Regions from separate parts of the Hordeum vulgare genome. Here region 2 is linked to region 1. The links are chromatin contacts, called in public Hi-C maps. All regions are on one chromosome and are shown on one strand. Each heading gives the region's core, a stretch centred on a gene start, on an enhancer-like site or on the middle of the called end of the contact. The rest is flanking DNA. Distances are from core to core; before and after follow the strand shown. Region 1 holds the start of LOC123410777. Region 2 holds the start of LOC123435395 (C-terminal binding protein AN-like).

Region 1 (5,279 bases), core at 1,749-4,248:
TAGCCGCCTCTGAAACCCCTGGTGGTAGACAGAATACCTGAAGAAGGTAAGCCGCGTGTCCACATCGTCGGCGAGCCGATCCTACCTACCAAAGCGCTAGATCACATACTGAACAATGATCTAAAGAGACTCCTTGAAGATGTGTTAGCCAGAGAGAAAAAGCTTCTCGCCCTGAAACATCCAGGATACCCGCTTTACGCGACTCATGTGCCGGGTGGGAAGATGTACGTCGATACCTGGCCCGCGAATACGTTCATCCTGCGATTTGACTACATCTACAACATGTTCCACATGACCAAGATGGATTTCCAGTTCATCCGCATGTATTGTCTGTATCTCGACTACATCATCAGGAGGGAGAGCATCAACTATATCTGCATCGCGGACCCATACTATATGCACGAGGACTTCTTGGGAGTTTGCAAAGAGCACCGTGAGTATGCGAGTAAGTACCTCGGCGAATTCATGATCACTAATAATGACAAGGAAGCGATTCTCCTGCCTTATCATCCCTCGTAAGTCATCCACGCATATCCTTTCGACATGTTAATCATTCCTTTGCAAGCATGGTGGCACATCTGAGGTGTACTTAATTTGTGCAGCGGGGACGACGCCGTCCTCATGGTTCTGTACCCGGAATACTCCCATGCGGTGTACTTGGACTCGTCGAAGAACCTGAAGAAAAAGGATTACACGCACGTCAAGAATGTTCTCGACTCTGCCCTGTGGACCTTCAGCATGATTGGTGGATATATCAAGGTGAAAAGGTCCAGGAATAAAGCACCGGCTTTCAGCCATAAGACCGACTTCTGCTGCATCCAGCAACCGAACGAGAGTCAGGCTGATGGATTCTACCTCATGCATCACCTGCTGGAGTACAAAAGGGATCATCAACGCCTTCGCATGTCAGCTACTGCCGAAGATGCCGAGATTGTCAGCTGGGCCACAAGCAATGGAAAGACACCGGATCATTGAATCCGAGCTGAGTTTTATAACGTACAGCGTGAACTAGCCCAAGTGATCATGAAGCAAGTCCTCGAACCAACGGGGGATGTTCTACCATGGGCCAATCACGTGGGTTGAGGTCCGAGCACTGCTAAGCGCTCAACGTCTAGACATGAAGCCTTTCACGAAGCTCGGTTTCATCCTCCCTGACTATAAAGATTGGAACGCCGACCTAGACGACTGATTTTCAATGACAATGCGTTGTAACTAAACCGTGGTCCTGAACTAGCGCGCCTTATCAGTACTGTCTTTCTATGGCAAAACTTTGAAATTATGCACGTCGAAACTATGTGATGTAACTAAACTGTGGTCCTGAACTAGCGTAGATCGTTCTAGTTAATTAGTTTGGGTATGAGGAACTTCGTCATTTATCTTTACTATTGGTTGCGTTTATTTTGGTAATCATGTCTCGTTTTGTTTTCTTAAGTACATTATGTTGCATATTATCATTCAAATCAACAACTCACGTTGCAGGTACTAGCTAGATCATAGATGGCGAAGGGCTAATACGTCGTGTACGTTGGGAGGGTTCCAGGAGTCTACGACCACTGGCCAGCCGCTCAGGCCCAGGTGCACAGGTACCCGGGTGCTAGCCATAGAGGGTTCGACACCAGAGCCAAAGCGGAAATTAGTTACTTGAGGTGGTCGACCCTCCAGCATGAGCAGGGGCGGCACCGTCGGTACTACATAGTCGCGCTCGTATTCATGCTGATCGCTCTTCTGTTCTACATCATGTTGTAGATAGAGATGATGAAACTTGTGGGTGTGCCATGACCATGTAGTTGCGCTTACTCGAGACATGACATGATCGCACTTATGTATCGCTATTTTCGAGACTATGTGATGATATTTTCTGTTGAATGATAATGATGATGATGATGCATGGTATTATGACAAGACTATTGTATGTCTATGATATGTGAGAAGGATATATGTTTAATATGATGTGATGAAACTATTGTATAGAATCTGTATAAATAAATCACAAATACATAGAGGGTGCAAATCTGCGAAAACTGTAAAAGTTAGCAGTAGCGCTGGTTAATACTTACCAGTAGCGTGCCTTAGTAGCAGCGCTTTCTGTGAGCATGCGCTAGTACTATAGTTAGCAGTAGCGCTGGACAGGGAAGCGCTACCGCTAACTATACTTACTAGTAGCGCTGCCCATAACAGCGCTACTACTAGTTATTAGCTGTAGCACGATAGCAGTAGCGTTCGGTCCAACGCTACTACTATAGGATTATCAAGCGCTACTGGTAGGCTTTTCCCTAGTAGTGTGTGATTCTAGTTGCTCCAGGCTCCTCATCAAACAATTCTGAAGCGGCAACTACACCCCGCAAACGCCCATACCAGTCATGCAGGCAATCGACACTCAACTGTGTGTAGTCCCGACTGAGGAGCTATCCATGGAGGCAATGATGGCACCGAAGGATGCAGGCCCCTCCACCTCCTAGATTTAATACGACCTCAACGCCTTTGAGTGACAGTGCATCCTTCATTTTGCGTTAAAACTTGCACACTTCTTTCTTTCTATTATGACTATGTCGCAAAGTTGGAACATCCTATGCTGAAATGTCTGTGGTTTGAATCCCGATAAGAAACATCTAGCTCTTTCCAATGCCCTCGAGTGGTTGCTCGATTATCTGTATTTTTAATCTTACAATACTGAAGTCCATATGTGTCAGCGACCCAATTTCCGGTAGCGGCAGTCCACGCAGCAAGCCTATCAGCTCATGGGCCGGGCCTGGGTGTGTGCCAATCGAAGGACAGACTACAAGTATGCAGACCAAGCGCTGTGAACAGCCATCCGGGCTTGGATCAGGCAAAGGCAACGGCGACTCTCTCTCCTTTCCCTATCTTCTCCTACCTCCTGTGCTTCCTCCCCAAATCCTTGTATTTGAGCTCGATTTCTCTGTAGTGGAGTGATTCTCGAGTGGAACCTAACATCGTGGTATCAGAGCCTTCTCACCATCCTTCCAAATTCGTCAAAAAAAATTCCATCCAGTTTTTTTCCCCTCGCGCCATTCCTTCACCACCATGCATCCTGAGCTGAAAGCTTACCTGGACGAGTTTCAGGCGAAGGCTCAGGCGCGCTACGACGCCACGGACAGACTGTTCGCGCAGTACGACGCACTGCTCTCCAGGCACATCACGGGAGCTTCGACCCCGCAGCCGGCGCGCTCCGCGGTCGTGGCCTCCGATGGCGGCCTCACCCACGACACCCTTGTCCCCGTGGTTGTCCCCGACGTCTTCTCCGCCCCCTCTTACACCAGCAAAGCCCAGGAGGTCCTCGAGCTCATCCCCGATGCGTCCCCTGCGTGCATCACAAGGGCGCCTGTCATCTGTTCGACATATGGCTCGAACCAAGTCCTTGCTGGCATCTCGACTCCACAGCCGGTGCGTCCCATGGGCACGGCAGCCTATGGCGGCCTCACCAACGATGCAAGAGTCCCCGCGGTCATCCCCGACGCCTTCTCCTCCACCACGAAGGCACAGGAGGTCATGACGGCCCACCATGATGCATCCCTGGACTCCATCGACCCGACGCCCAAGACCTGTTCGACGACTGGCTCGACCCAGGTCGACTCCCTCATCAACGTCGACGAGGCCCAAGACGCCACCACCATCGTCCACCCCGAGCACGCGGTCATCATGAACTACACAAAGGTCACACAGTTCATATCGTTGCAGGCAGCGCTATCCATCGACATCATCCATTCACCGCAGATGCCCATGAAACGTGATATGGGAATCGAGCAACAAGGTCAGCTGCTACACCCAACATTGCGGTCCTCGTTTGCGTATCATTCAGAGTCAACATATTTAGAAGCTGCAACGGGAAGCTCCTGGTTCGTGTCATGTCCTACTGGGAAACTTTGGCGTTGTTTGCAGTATGAGCATCGACAACAATGGCCGCCCCTTGTCCCGGTACAGATTGTTGTGAACAACGCTCCCTTGTTCCACGACACGGCTAGAGGCTGCGTCTATGATGACTTTGGATATGTGTGGTGGCCACCGGATCACCAACTCAACTCCGTATGATGAACGAATTGCGAGCATGGTTAACTCCTAGTCAGCATGCTACTGGGGTTGTGCATCTATCTCATAACATGAAGAACCCGGGTACTTTGAGTGCAAAACTGTCAAGCCAAAAAGATCTTCAATTAACGCAGTTCAAGCAAAATCATTATTCCCTAGATATTGCAACACATATTGCAGATGTACATGGCATTGAGAGTCATTTGCATAACGTGATTCAGCTCTGGGCAGTGGATGTCTTTGCATGTGTGAGTATGCCAGGGATGGACGGAATCTCTTGGCATGGAACATTTGCTACACATACAGGTTATCTGATTTCTTGTATGTCTAGACAATGCCCATGGCCGTCATTTGATTGCTTTAATGAAGGCGCGCACCTGAGGAGTTGCCAAGCAGCACAGTTATGGTCAAAGCTACTGCAAGTAGAATTTCAGACTAGTACTCCTGGTTCTCCTGATACAAATCACACGAGAGAATCCTGTTGTGGCTCTCAGTTTAATGGAATTTCAGAATAGCAAAAAAGTGAGCGCTATGAGAACTCCTATTCTACTGTTAACAATCTTGGTTCAGTGGTATTTGAATCTCATGATCTTGGTTCGGGTTATTTATACCTCAGGAGAAAAACCTTGTGGTGTCCGCAAAATGAGCAACAGAAAACATGTCCTTCGGAGAAAGTTATTTGCAGGATCCTTATGGTGTCAAGACTTATCTCTATTCCAAGTCTGAAGGAAACACAATTAATGGATAATGTGGACTTCACGGTGGCAGAACGGTTGTTCTTTGTATCATCTATGCAACCATCTTATGAATTGCATGCTCAAGTTCAACAAACTTCGTTTGGCCGTCGGCTCTCTGTTTCAGTTGAGCTTCAAAGTTATGATGTAGCCAACCCCCGACCAAGACCATGGCCAATGTTCGAGTTTACTCAGGAAATCATTCAACCGAAGCTACACTTGGCATCAGTTTTAGGTCATTATTGCACAACTCATGTGGTGTTCAAGCAAATCTCCAGTAGTCAGCTCTATCTACAGATTGGCCACATGAGGTTCACGTGTGATGGATTGTGCAATGCTCCTGGAACGAACAACTTGGAATTCACTGATCCTGCTACCTATTTTGCTTCTCTGCTACTCACTTCTCCTGCTATCAATCACACTGGGTTCTCCTACTCAAGTACAACTGCTACAACCCTGAAACCACAGTTTACTGTTTGCCCTACTGAATCACTACGGCCC
Region 2 (5,279 bases), core at 1,264-3,763, 680 kb after region 1:
TTTGACCCCCTTTAACAGTACGGTGTTCCTATTCATCAAATGCGAAGAAAGTAAAACAGAAAACTTAAATCTTCACGCTTCAATTTCTTCAGAATGATTTTCTTCAGGAACCACCGATCTTCTCAATATCAATGTCTTCATGAGGAATATCAATTTCATCGCAGATTCCTCGTGATTCATTTCTTCAGCTTCAGACAATTTCTTCAACTGAAGATATACATTTTTAGGGGTCGATATTCTTCAAATATCTCAAACTCCTCAATGACTTATAGATCATGTGTATACTCACAAACATATTAGATACTTAACCTATAAGTCTTCAAACCACCAAAATCACTAAGGGGCACTAGATGCACTTACAATCTCCCCCTTTTTGGTGGTTGATGACAATTAGGTTAAGTCTTCAACAGGGATCAAAAAATATGAAGTGTAAATACTCATTTGAGGAATTTGAAAACAAGATTCACAGAGACTCCCCCTGAAGATGTGCATACCTTGAGGATTCTGCTCTTATAGCAGATGCACATTGATGATTTATATCATGGAGATCTCCCCCTGAATCTTGTAAATCATGCATACATATAACATATCATATGAAGAAAATGAAGATGCATGATGGCAAATGGTATGTGACGAATTCCAGCATGCGTGCATTAAAACTTGAGGAATAAGCATGCGAAGAAAAACGTTCAAAAGCGTCAGAGTACCATCGGGCTTAAGTTACAACTCATTTCATAAAAACATCAGAAGAGCCAAGAGTTTGTAACTTAATTATAGTTCATAGGCCCCAAAAATAAATCCCGTTTGAAGACTAACTCTCAAGTTTCTCCCCCTTTGTCATCAAGTGACAAAAAGGGACAAACTGAGGACTAACGCCCATGAAGACTTCATTTCTTGGCGGTTGATGAAGATCCTTGACGCTTCTTGGGTGTAGTCTTCTTCCTTGGGCCTGTTGCGGTGTCGAGTTGTTCCTCATCAGATTCGGCGGTGCGGAATGACGAGAAGGAGTTGTCTTCAAGATCTGGCACTGGAATGGGCCTGAACTTCTTCTTGGGAGGCCACGACCACTCAAAGTCTTGCTCAAAGTTCATTTCTTCAAGCTCAGTCTGGGTCTTCAGATGTGCAAGAGTAGCCCAGGTGCGATCGAAAACCTCATGCAGATAGTGATGATTAAGTTTCACAGAGTTTTGTGTCTCAGTGAGGGTTTTCACAATGACACCAAACTGGCGTTTGACCCATTTGTGGTTGTGATCCACCTTCTGATGAAGACTGGGGAGAAGCTCTCTGGTGTTTAGCACGCGAGGAGGAACAGGGCTGGGTGGACGAGTCTCAGTATCGTCCCATGAAGAATATGCGTCTGGCTCTTTAAACTGACCATCAAGAGGCCTGTTGCCTTCATCAATCACAGACTTTCCTTCATCAATCACAGACCATCAAGACATTAAGTGCACCGTGAGGTGTCGCGCTGGCTGCGTCTCCCGGCAAGGATAGCCTCTCCTCCTGTGCCACTCACCCAACTACCTCTTATTCTTCCGCCACGCCATTAGTATGGATGTCAGTAAAGCTAGATTAATCCCCCGGAGTTGTCACGTACCCCCACAAGCTCTACTAACCGCATGCCCGCTCGATACCTTATCTACAAGTGACAACCAGCTTGATGAGGTGGAGCGGTGACTTGGTAGTGGGTGCTTGCCGACACAGAGCTTGTTGGGTCTTCAGTCGCCGGCAAGCAGCTTGGAGCTTGCTGATGCCTTCACTTGCCGGCAAGCAGCTTGGAGCTTGCCGGTGCCTTGAACATAGTAGTCCTCTTGCAAGGCTTGTAGGTCTTAGGGCTGCCGTCGTGTGTGCATAAGTTCAGATACTAAGGAACCTTCTTTAATACACCCACTAGCCAACCTCATTCATGAGGAATCTTTGGCTTGCACGCTAAAATGAAGTTCTTACTCCGAGTCGGCCCCCAAGATTGCCCCCTGGAGCCATGTTGTCGCCAGGCCCCTGGGCCCCGAGGGCGACCCACCACCAGGTTTCTCAATCGACGGGTCTGACCAGTGTATTTGTATTGTCAATAGCTCTTGAGCGCATCTGGAGTTTAAATTCTCGCGTCTTGAAAATGAAATCTACGCTTGCATTGGAATATGTGCAGTTCAACTTCTGGCTACGGCTTTAGGAATCTTTGGGTTTGATATGTGTGTGAATTCCGAGCTCGTGGCTTCACGACCCGTAGGTAAAAGTCTCACGGTTTGTGAGAATTCGAACAAGCGCACGAGTCCGCAAGGTTCGTTCAGAAAGTTTGGTTGGATTTATGCGTATCGATGTTGGAGATGCCCTTAGTCCTACAAATTGAACAACAAATATACAAGAATCTGAAGGAAATCCTCTTTTTAGGCTAAAACTATGAAAATCTTTTGAAGCAAAGAAGTCCCGGGCATTTTGTTGACTCTCGAATATTATTATCTGCTTTTCTTTTGGGTGGAAGCATATTATCCAGCCCGAGTGGCCAATGCTGTCACTTGCGTATTGAGTTTTTTCATAGCAGCGATCCCCGTGCAGTGCACAGACCGTTGACGAGCAAACTCCATACTCGTGCGTAGCCTTGCAGATCGCGAGTTCGCGACTCGGGGCACCAAAAAGTCCAAAACGCCCAGAGACCGCGCCACGCTGCTGTAGACTGTAGTGGAGTGTCCTCTGCTCCACGTTCTGATCCTACAAGCGAGCGGCTCTGCAGCGTAGTCGGCCCAAACATGTTGCGCGGCCCGGCCCATTCCGTGCCGGCGACCGCCGTCGCCGCCACCGCCGGCGGCGGCGGGCAGCCGCTGGTGGTGACGCTCAACTGCCTCGAGGACCCGTCGGTCGAGCGGGACGCGCTGGCCGGCGCGGCGGCCGTGGAGCACGCGCCGCTCTCCGCTCTCGCCTCGGGCCACGTCGAGGCGGCCGCGGCCGTGCTCCTCACCTCGCTCGCCTTCCTCCCGCGCGCCGCGCAGCGCAGGCTCCGGCCGTGGCAGCTGCTGCTCTGCCTCGGATCCCCCGACCGCGCCGCCGACTCCGCAGCGGCCGCGGAGCTCGGCCTCCGCCTCGTCCACGTCGACGCGAACCGCGCCGAGGAGATCGCGGACACCGTCATGGCGCTCTTCCTCGGCCTCCTCCGCCGCACCCACCTGCTGTCCGGACACGCGTCCTCCTCCACGCCGTCCGCCGGGTGGCTCGGCTCCGTCCAGCCGCTGTGCCGCGGCATGCGGCGCTGCCGTGGGCTCGTGCTAGGCATCGTCGGCGTCAACGCCGCCGCGCGATGCCTCGCCACCCGCAGCCTCGCCTTCCGCATGAGCGTGCTCTACTTCGATCCGCTCTACGAGGTGCCGGATCCGCTATTTCTAGGCTTATAAACCTCTGATCTGCCGTGCTAGGTTTTTACAATTAAATTGTTTTGTTAGCTTACTTTTCTGCTGGTAATTTCGTAGCTCTAGCATTGTTCTATGGTTTTTGTTCGTTGCTAGTTTGGGTGGTTTTGAAGACTTCATAGTAACTAATTGTTCCCTAATTCCAGCATTTGTTTCATAATACTCCCTCCGTTCCTAAATATAAGTCTTTCTAGAGGTTTCACTAAAAGACTACATACAGATGTATATAGACATACTTTAAAGTGAACATTCACTCATTTTGCTCCGTATGTAGTCTCCTAGTAAAATATCTAAAAATACTTATATTTAGGAACGGAGGGAGTATATGTGTAATCAAATTTTTGGCATTTAGTATCTTATACCATCCTGCTCGTTATGACCTATGAGTGTATCTTGTAAGATAATCGTCCTATTTTTGTATGCTAAAGTTAAATCATTGCATTTCTGTATTTGTTGAACTTTTAGTAATTCCTCAATATAAGAATCAGTAAAGATGATCAGACACAGACAGTCTGAATTTTCGTGATATTCCGTATGCCCTTTTAGGAGTGATCTGATCTTCTTGTCTTGAGAGCTAAAAACTCAATTTATCGTTTTTCACAACAAGCCGGCTGAAGAGTAGTTTATGTTAGCATCACCACATGAAAATAAATTTATGTTTTATGGCGGAATTACTATCTACACAAGGAATTTTTCAGCTGTTGTTATTTTTTCTTAATCATATAATAAATTGTACCCCATGCAAATATGTACCAGAGTTAAAGCACCACACTGATTTCCAACTGTTAACATTTTGTGAAGGGCGCGGGCAAAACAAAGCGGCCTTCCATTGTATTTCCTTCTTCTGCCAGAAGAATGGATACTCTCAATGATTTATTGGCAGCAAGTGACCTTGTTTCACTTCACTGTGCGTTAACAAATGATACAACAAACATAATTAGTGCCGAGCGTCTGCAGCACATAAAACCTGGTAAGATAGTTGATTCCTATTTTCATATTTCTGTTTCCCCCTTATATTTGGCCTTGACAGGCTTACTGGTTTTCTTAGTTAATAGTATAGCACGCTCTGATTGACTATCTTTTGAGCCCTGCAGGAGCTTTCATAGTCAATACCAGTAGCTGCCAGCTGATAGATGACTGTGCACTCAAACAACTATTGCTCGACGGCACTATTGCTGGATGTGCATTGGATGGTGCTGAAGGTCCACAATGGATGGAAGCATGGGTATCAAACTTAGATCTGGCTACAATTGAATTTTTTCCTAAGGGCTTTTGAAATGAAAAACAGCCAAATATCTTCCTATAGAATAATCTGTTCCTTCTTTTTAGTGTGCCTTCTTTGAGATTCAGTTACTTTCCAGTAAGCCTTCTTTGAGATTCAGTTTTTTTCCCATGGGAACATTGAGTTCTGCTAGTATATGTCGTCGTGACACTGTATTACAGTTTCCAGTTCACCAATTGCAGAAGACACTCTTTGTTAACATAACTACATACGTCACTGAGGATAGGGAAGATAGTGCAAGTGATGTATATGTAGGAAACTTTCTGTTGGAAATAAACCGCGTCTGGGTCGGTCTGGGCGTGTCCGGTGCACACTGGGTGCGTCACGGCGTGAGCCGCGGAGAGCCTCGGGCGTAGGTGTGCATGCGTGCGTGTAGGCCCGAGGGTGCGTGTGTGTGAGCCAGCGTGTGTGTGTGCGCGCGCTGGAGTCGGCTAGCGCGAGCTGCGGATCAGAGACCGCATCGGGCGCTATACCAGGTCATGCGGGTGCGTGGGCGCGCACCGAGCGCGCGATCGTGGAGCACGGGACGTGGGGGAGTGCGGGCGTGGGAGCGCCGAGTGCGCGTAGCGGCGTGTCAGGGCGCGCGGCTACATAAGCAGCTC

The links. A called contact is a pair of places that touch in the nucleus more often than the background predicts.
Region 2: a contact with region 1 is called in a Hi-C map of leaf, with 3 times the contacts expected there. The contact joins the promoter of LOC123435395 here to the promoter of LOC123410777 in region 1. A contact is called at or near these places in 3 of 6 Hi-C or Micro-C datasets (leaf and seedling).

The regions. Positions count from the first base shown.
Region 1 is chr1H:346,261,929-346,267,207 of MorexV3_pseudomolecules_assembly, forward strand. LOC123410777 reads left to right here and starts at 2,999. Exons shown (of 1, transcript XM_045103719.1): 1 at 2,999-5,279. The coding sequence starts at 3,043. The coding sequence ends at 4,047.
Region 2 is chr1H:346,946,265-346,951,543 of MorexV3_pseudomolecules_assembly, forward strand. LOC123435395 (C-terminal binding protein AN-like) reads left to right here and starts at 2,514. Exons shown (of 7, transcript XM_045115568.1): 1 at 2,514-3,350; 2 at 4,197-4,365; 3 at 4,490-4,620. The coding sequence starts at 2,742.